Linked DNA regions of Ovis aries: region 1 is linked to region 2. Evidence: chromatin contacts called from public Hi-C data. All regions are on one chromosome and are shown on one strand. The core of a region is the stretch at or near the end of the contact, and the rest is flanking DNA. Distances in the headings are between cores, read along the strand shown. Region 1 holds the start of LOC121818502 (histone H3.3A-like). Region 2 has its middle 37 kb from the start of SPINK4.

Evidence for each region. Hi-C and Micro-C count contacts between places; a contact is called where the count stands out from the background.
Region 1: a contact with region 2 is called in a Hi-C map of blood, with 3 times the contacts expected there. The contact joins the promoter of LOC121818502 here to the enhancer-like site in region 2. A contact is called at or near these places in 3 of 16 Hi-C or Micro-C datasets (blood, liver and tail adipose tissue).

The regions. Positions count from the first base shown.
Region 1 is chr2:38,073,799-38,078,106 of ARS-UI_Ramb_v3.0, forward strand. It overlaps LOC121818502 (histone H3.3A-like), which reads right to left and starts at 2,863. Exons shown (of 1, transcript XM_042242683.2): 1 at 1-2,863. The coding sequence starts at 2,863. The coding sequence ends at 2,402. It overlaps SMU1 (SMU1 DNA replication regulator and spliceosomal factor), which reads left to right and starts at 3,836. Exons shown (of 11, transcript XM_060409155.1): 1 at 3,836-3,941. The coding sequence starts at 3,916.
Region 2 is chr2:37,947,419-37,951,623 of ARS-UI_Ramb_v3.0, forward strand. No RefSeq gene overlaps it. Among named protein-coding and RNA genes, the nearest start is that of SPINK4, 37 kb to the left of the region's middle. Within about 2 kb of position 1,658, at least 40 of the 54 cell types and tissues checked have an H3K27ac peak or open chromatin away from gene starts, as enhancers often do. A contact at or near this core is called in liver, where this site is marked.

The DNA of each region.
Region 1 (4,308 bases), core at 1,613-4,112, 130 kb after region 2:
TGTTGCATCACAAGATGGGATAGTGAAAAAATGTCAGAAATCATACCCCTATCTAGATATCTAACTACATGTTGGAGCAAATATTTAGACTTTTAAGACCTCTGAGATCTTGGAGACCATGTCTTTCACAAGTTGATGGGAAACTGAGAAGATTTGAAAGGAGAAGTATTTAAGAGTCTATAGAGAAGTTGTACGGCAGACCTTTGGGGAAAATATCAGATAAGACTGAAAACCGGTAGAAAATCTCCAAATAAATCATTTCAATATGTAATTTTTACAACATAGATTTCTTATCATTGTGCTGCAAATTAAAAAAAATTGTACAGGATGGCAATAAAATATTTTTTTAAAGTAATTTATATGAAATTCATTGATATATCTACATTTCATTTGACTCTACTAATTTAATGGATGTATGGTTTCAAGTCTATTAAAAGAAGTCTCAAATCTCCCTTTACAGATTTGCATCTGGTTTCATTCTTTTTCCACTAATTGTACCACTGCTGTGAAACCATTTTCAACTAAATGCTTAGTTGGAAAAACAGGCTACAAATAATTTAGGTCTTTCTAAGAAATGAGTATGCAAATCCTGAGTCTCAAACTTTTCCTAATTAGATTAATTAAACTGTGTTTTGGCTTCAAAGTCTTTCATTTATTTAAACTCAATAAACTTTTCCTGCAAATATTGCCTGGTTTGCAATGTATTAATCAGCCCTATCTTTTATTAATTTATTTAGTTTTAATTGGAGTATAATTACTTTACAACATTGTGTTGGTTTCTGTCATACATGAACAGGAATCAGCCATAGGTACACATATGAATTTCATAGGTATACATAGGAATTCCAGTTGAGCTATTTCAAATCCTAAAAGATGATGCTGTGAAAGTGCTGCACTCAATATGCCAGCAAATTTGGAAAACTCAGCAGTGGCCATAGGACTGGAAAAAGTCAGTTTTCATTCCAATCCCAAAGAATGGCAATGCTAAGGAATGTTCAAACTACTGCACAATAGCACTCATCTCACACACTAGCAAAGTAAGGCTCAAAATCCTCCAACCTAGGCTTCAACAGTACATGAATCAAGAACTTCCAGATGTTCAAGCTGAATTTAGAAAAGGCAGAGGAACCAGAGATCAAATTGACAACATCCGTTGGATCATCAAAAAGCAAGAGAGTTCCAGAAAAACATCTATTTTTGCTTTATTGACTATGCCAAAGCCTTTGACTGTGTGGATCACAACAAACTGAAAAATCCTGAAAGAGATGGGAATACCAGACCACCTGACCTGCCTCTTGAGAAATCTGTACACAGGTCAGGAAGCAACAGTCAGAACTGGACATGGGACAACAGACTGGTTCCAAATAGGAAAAGGAGTATGTCAAGGCTGTATATTGTCACCCTGCTTATTTTAACTTATATGCATAGTACATCATGAGAAACGCTGGGCTGGATGAAAAACAAACTGGACTCAAGATTGCTGGGAGAAATATCGATAACCTCAGATATATAGATGACAGCACCCTCATGGCAGAAAGCGAAGAACTAAAGAACCTCTTGATGAAAGTGTAAGAGGACAGTGAAAAAGCTGGCTTAAAGCTCAACATTCAGAAAACTAAGATCATGGCATCTGGTCCCATCACTTCAAGGCAAATATATGGGGAAACAATGGAAACAGTGACAGACTTTATTTTCTTGTGCTCCAAAATCACTGCAGATGTTGACCGCAGCCATGAAATTAAAAGACCCTTGCTCCTTGGAAGAAAAGCTATCACAAATCTAGACAGCCTATTAAAAAGCAGAGACATTACTTTGCTGACAAAGGTCATTCTAGTCAAGGCTATGGTTTTTCCAGTAGTCATGTACAGATGTGAGAGTTGTACCATAAAGAAAGCTGAGTGCCAAAGAATTGATGCTTTTTTTATATATATAGTTTAATGCATTTTAATAGCAAACTTACGGGAACAGCACAGAAGACAGACAGCATTAAAAACATGTACTTGCACGCAGGACAACTCAGAAAAGTATAGTGAATGGATGGAATCTACTGTATGATAAAAATGCTACAAACACCATTTAGTTGCAGTCAATAAGAAATTTTCTTGTTTAAAAAAAATCCAAATGCTGGCATTGTCCAGAAAAATTTAGCAGGTTTATTTATAATTGTTATAAAGTTGAACTGCCGAAACTTGTTCACTGAAACATTTTGACTTTCACTAACGCTTTATATTCCCGCATTTATGTTAAAAATTCACACACAAATGAAAATGGAAAAACTGCCAATACCTGATTTCTGTCCCCTATTTTCCACTTGCAATCATATACTTAGGTACCTTTTGACCCCATGGAAAAAAAATAAAGTTCAGAACTACCAATAACAGGAAGAAGAGAATTTTTTTTTTTAAAGAATGAAATGTTTCCCGTCATAGTGGATTCTTAAAGCACGTTCTCCACGTATGCGGCATGCTAGCTGGGTGTCTTTTGGCGTAATTGTTACACGTTTGGCATGGATAGCACACAGGTTGGTGTCCTCAAAAAGGCCAACCAGATAGGCGTCACTTGCCTGCTGCCAAGCACCAATAGCTGCACTCTGGTAGCACAGATCTGTTTTGAAGTCCTGAGCAATTTCCCGCACCAGACGCTGGAAGGGAAGTTTGCTAATCAGAAGTTCAGTGGACTTCTGATAACGTCTAATTTCACGGAGTGTCCCAGTACCAAGCCTGTAACGATGTGGTTCATTCACCTCTCCAGTAGAGGGCGCACTCTTGAGAGCGGCTTTTGTAGCAAGTTGCTTCCTCGGTGCTTTACCACCGGTCGATTTGCCGGTAGTCTGCTTTGTACGAGCCACGGTATAGAGACCTCCTTACTTACCCACCTTCTCCTTCGGCTGGAGCTCCGAGAGCCAGAAGAGGCGCTGGCGTTGGAGAGCGACGGCGGCGCGGTGGTGGCTGCGAATACAACTCAGGATTGATGCTTTTGAACTGCGGTGTTGAAGACTCTTGAGAGTCCCTTGGTCTGCAAGGAGATCAAACCAGTCAATCCTAGAGGAAATCGGCCCTTAATATTCATTAGAAGGATTGATGCTGAGGCGGAAGCTCCAATACTTTGGCCACCTGTTGTGAAGAACTGACTCACTGGAGAAGTTCTTGAGGCTGGTCTTGAGATTGAAGGCAGAGAAGAAGCGGACGACAGAGGATGAGATGGTTGGATGGCATCACCGACTCGATGGACATGAGTTTGAGCAAGCTCTGGGAATTGGTGATGGACAAGGAACCCTGGCATGCAGCAGTCCATGGGGTTGCAGAGTCAGATACGACTGAGCAACTGAACTGTACTGATACATACGTACCCTCCCTCTTGAATCTCCCTCCGACTTCCCACCCCATCCCACCCATCTAGGTTGTCACAGAGCACTGGGTTGAGCTCCCTGAGTCATACAGCAAATTCCCACTAGCTATCTGTTTTGTTTATGGTAATATATATGATTCTCCTGTACTCTCAATTCATCCCACCCTCTCCTTCCCCCACTCTGTCCAAAAGTCTGTTCTCTATGTCTGTCAGCCCTATCTTTAAATCTAAACTAAGTAAAAATTTAAAAGGCAACATTTAGAAACCAGTCCTTTAAGAACGACTCTTTCTTTAGAGAGAATGAAGAATTCTCTGGACCAGGCACTTAGGTTCAGACTTCTGAAACGCCCTCGAAGCTCCGCCCTGCACCGCCCTGCGTGCAAGCCCCGCCCAGCACTGCCCCGCCCCACACGTAGTCCTCCCTCCTCTTCCGTACACACGGCCTCCGGAGCGAGGGGGCTCGACGTCGAGCGGAAGTGACGTACGTGAGTCGCCGGAGGTGGCGTTGGTGCGTTGTGCGGCTGGGCCTGAGAGTGGAGTGGGGCCTGCGCCCGGAAAGACAGCGCTATGTCGATCGAAATCGAGTCCTCCGAGTGAGTCTCGTGGTGTCGGATGTTCGCGAAGTGGCCGGGCCGGGAGTCGATGAGTTGAGGGGTAGAAGCTGCTCGAGGGAGGCGTCCCAGAGGTTGGGAGTGGAGGGGTATTTACTTCCCCACAAAGAAGCTTTTGGGATCTGACTGCTTCAGGGGCGGGCCCGCAAGAAAGTAGCGAACGGAAAGCCCAAAGCCTGGTGGAAAGCGGCGCGGGGCTAGGGGTAGGACGTGCCTGCAAAACCTGAGTTCTAGCCCTCGCCGACTCCTGATGCGCCCTGAGACTGAGCAGATTAGCCATCCAGTCAGGACTCCGGTCTCATCTGCACAAGGGGGCTGCACTCTTAGCCTTCCCTCTCTTCCTGCCCCC
Region 2 (4,205 bases), core at 408-2,907:
GGGAGGGACTCAGAGAGAAAGTCGTGGCCTCCTGGTAGTTTGAATTACGTTTATGGGGCATGTGTTCCAGGTTTCCTTTGGCCAATCATTCTGATTTGTCTGGTTCTGAGTCCATATTTGGTACTTCTCAGGATGCAACCCACTCCAGTGTTCTTGCCTAGAGAATCCCAGGGACGGGGGATCCTGGTGGCCTACCGTGGGAGTCGGACACGACTGAAGCGACTTTTAGCAGCAGCAGGATTCTCTCGTGTGTGTGTGTGTGTGTGTGTGTGTGTGTACTTCTTTCAGCCAAGATGGATTCCACCCAAGAGGCCTATGGGTAGATTAGGTGTCACTCCCCTTTTGATGTCCAAGGAGGTTTCTACTGGTGAAGGTTTCCTTGACTTCAAGAATGAGAAATATGTGGTCTCTTATCTTCTACCTGGGCAGGGCCCAGCCTCCCCTCTGGATTGTCCTGCTACTGATATTTTGGAATTTCTGTCCACAGGGAATGAACTCAAATTGCTTTCCCTGGGGAGGGTGTGGGGGGAGTGGATCTACCTCCTGTCTTAGTAGTGGGGCAGCTGCAAGAAGAGTAGATCCCTGCACCAAAGCTCCAAAGCCTTCAAGTTAAAGAGACCGTAACTGGATTCAGTCCTATATTCAGCACAAAAGTCTCAACACCACCTTTCTCTCTCAAGGCTGTGACCTTGAAACAGCTCCCACTGTGGGAAAGTAGGCCCAGCGAACATTCCAAAGATAGAGGGTGGGGGAGAAGCCTGCGACTACTTTGGGTCCAGCTGGAAGGTCAATCAGGGGTCATGCCCTCTCCATTCCTCCTCCAACACCACTCCAGACCAGTATAGAGGCAGAAACTCTGGAATCAGCAGTCTGTGCTTTAACAGGCCTTCTGGGTGATTCTGATGCCTGCTGAAGTTTTCAAACACTGTACCAAAGTGATAAATGGACATTCTCATCTATCTTAGACATCTATACACAGAGACAAGAGGAATTATGTCTGGACTGGGAAATTCTTCATGGAGACAGTGACATTTTATAGGAAGCCCCAGGCTAGATAAGCGAAAAGCAATTCAGGCAAAGTACTGTGTACCCAAAGGCACACAGGCATGGATTAGCCTGGCCTTTGAAGGGATCTACCAGTCGTTCTGTGGGATGGTCCCAGGCAAGGCAGAGAGATGAGCATGCAGAGGCAGGCAGGGGCCTTGAATATCACGTTTCAAGCGGCGAGGTAACACGGTACCCATTTCCCCTCCCCACGGCTGTCCAGACTGGCCTGAGTCAGACTTTGGTGGACCCATTTCCCGTCCCCGCCTGCCTTTCTCCTAGCTCTTCTCCCAATTCTCTCACCTCCTCCCTTCCCCTGGGGGTGGGACGGTCGGGTTTCCAGGCCAACCCCACCCCCGCTCTCCGCCCCCATCCGGCCAACTCGCTGACGTCAGCCAGGCCGGGCGTGTCTGGCTTGCGGTTTTGGAGGCTGGCCTGGCCCGGCCTCCCGGCTTTGGGGGAAAGGCCAGGGTGAGGGTCTGTGGGCAGGGTGCCGCGCAGGCGCACCTGCTGAAGGACGCAGTGGGGCTTTCAGGGCTGAAGAGAAAGTGCCTACCTCTGGAGACACCCTGTTTCTGAGGGAGAGGTCTATGATGTCAGTGTCGGTTGCTCAAGACCCAGGCTGAAGTCACTCAGCACCACAGCCTGGGGAATTGGCTCCCAGACTGCGCCCTCTTCTCCCTGACCTACCGAGCTGGTGACTCCCAGCGGGTCTGTTCTCCTAAGCCCTCAACACAGGATGCTTGGAGGTGATGAAGGGTGATAACAGCTTCTTAACAATCGGTACTGACTGTTTACCGAGCACTTAGACTGCTGGCAGTGAGTCACCTACTCCTTGTAGTTCTCAACTTTATGCCAACCAGTGCCGGTTTCTTATAATACTTTTAAGTGTCACTCAGCATTCATAGATAATGTAACCAACTTACATGGCAGTTTCCTAATATTAAACCATAAAATGCCACAGTTAGTGTAAGTGAAAGTGAAAGTGTTGCTTATTTGTGTCCAACCCTTTGCAACCCCATGGACTATAGCCCATCAGCCCCTATGTGTGCCATGGATTTCTCCAGGCAAGAATACTGGAGTGGGTGGCCATTACCTTCTCCAGGGGATCTTCCTGACCCAGGGATCGAACCCAGGTCTCCTGCATTGTAGGCAGATTCTTTACCATCTGAGCCACCAGTGAAAGTCGCGCAGTTGTGTCCAACTCTTTATGACCCCATGGACTATACATACAGTCCATGGAATTCTCTAGGCCAGAATACCGGAGTGGGTGGCTTTTCCCTTCTCCAGGGCGTCTTCCCAACCCAGGGATTGAACCCAGGTCTCCTGCATTGCAGGCGGATTCTTTACCAGCTGAGCCACAAGGGAAGCCCTTATGAGAACTGCCAAGAAAGAAAAAAAAATTGTTCCTCTACCCTTCTCAGCTCTTCTGACTGGTCTAAAAGTTAAATTGACATGAGACAGACTAACAGGAAAAAATCAAATGTAATCACTTAGGTTCAAGAAATCCACATTAACATGAGAGATTCCAAAGACACATAAAAATAGCATATATAAGTCATTCTGGGCTAAAGAGAAGGGGGCGCTGCCCAGGACTTCAAAGGGAAGGAAGGCAATTTATAGGAGATGAAAAAAGAGCAAATGTTTAGTAAACAAATGTTTGCTGGGCCATGTAGAAACAATGGGACACAGAGAAGAAGAATTTTAACAGACTTTGCCAGTTTCCGCCCCATGTACCACACCTAGTTTGTATTATACTGTAGATATCTCTTGGAGAAGGCAATGGCAGCCCACTCCAGTACTCTTGCCTGGAAAATCCCATGGACAGAGGAGCCTGGTAGGCTGCAGTCCATGGGGTCGCTAAGAGTCAGACACGACTGAGCGACTTCCCTTTCCCTTTTAACTTTTCATGCTTTGGAGAAGGAAATGGCAACCCACTCCAGTATTCTTGCCTGGAGAATCCCAGGGACAGAGGAACCTAGTGGGCTGCTGTCTATGGGGTCTCACAGAGTTGGACACGACTGAAGTGACTCAGCAGCAGCAGCAGTAGATATCTCTGGTGGTAGTTCTCTTCCTTGAGAAGGCTCTCTCTCTGAATTCTTTTTAGACAGTTAGCAGGGAGGTGAAAAGAAAACACTTCTCAAGTCTTTTGTTTCTTCCTCTTGCCAAAGAGACATATTCTGGGGTGGCAAATTTTGCTCCCCTACAGAACATATCACAGGGTTGTGAGAACATAAAGCTGAGAACTGAAGGATGGGGCAGGAGTTGGGTAGAAGAAGAGGGGAATTAGGATGTTGAGGAGGGAAAGCGTCCCAGGCAGGAAGAAGAGCATTGAGTGATGCCAACACTATCATGAAGCAGCATCCTCTGGAACAAAGGAAAGCTCCCTGCCTAAAGCAAAGCTCCAGCTGAGTTAGACCAGCTGAGGGGACTGGTATCTAACCTCTCCCCATTTGGGGCCCTAGCTGCTGCTGCTGCTGCTGCTGCTGAGTCACTTCAGTTGTGTCCGACTCTGTGCGACCTCATGGACTGGAGCCTACCAGGCTCCTCTGTCCATGGGATTTTCCAGGCAAGAGTACTGGAGTGGGGTGCCATTGCCTTCTCCATGGGCCCTAGCTATTACATTAGAAAGAGGCTCTTTCCTTTCCCTGGAAGCAGCCTACCAGGGACCGTTCCCTCCTGTCCAGATTCTTCTACTCCTTATTGAACTATTGTACAGGGAGAAACACAAAACAGTTCCAAGAAGGCTTGACACTGAATATGATCTGTATATGCATTCTTCCCTTTCATTCATGCCCCTTTTGGCAGAGAATAGAACTTTTATCCTAATAGCCTTTATGCCCACCTTCCTTACTCCTGTGTTGGGGGCAGCATGTATCTGGGTAATAAAAACACATTTCCCAACCTTCCTTGCAAATGGGAATGGCTAATGAGAAGTCAGTGGAGGTGACTGGGTGGCGTTTTGAGAAAGCTATTCAAAGGAGTAAACTTAGCAAGCTCTCCTTTTCACTTTCCCCCTATTCTTCCTTTTTTGTCCCTGGGACATGAATTTGAGGGGTGGGGCTCTGACAGCCATTTTTCATGCATGATGTGATCTTGAAGATTGATGTCATGTACCAAGGATGGCAGAGCAGATGACTGATTTCAGCTTCTGAGACCTT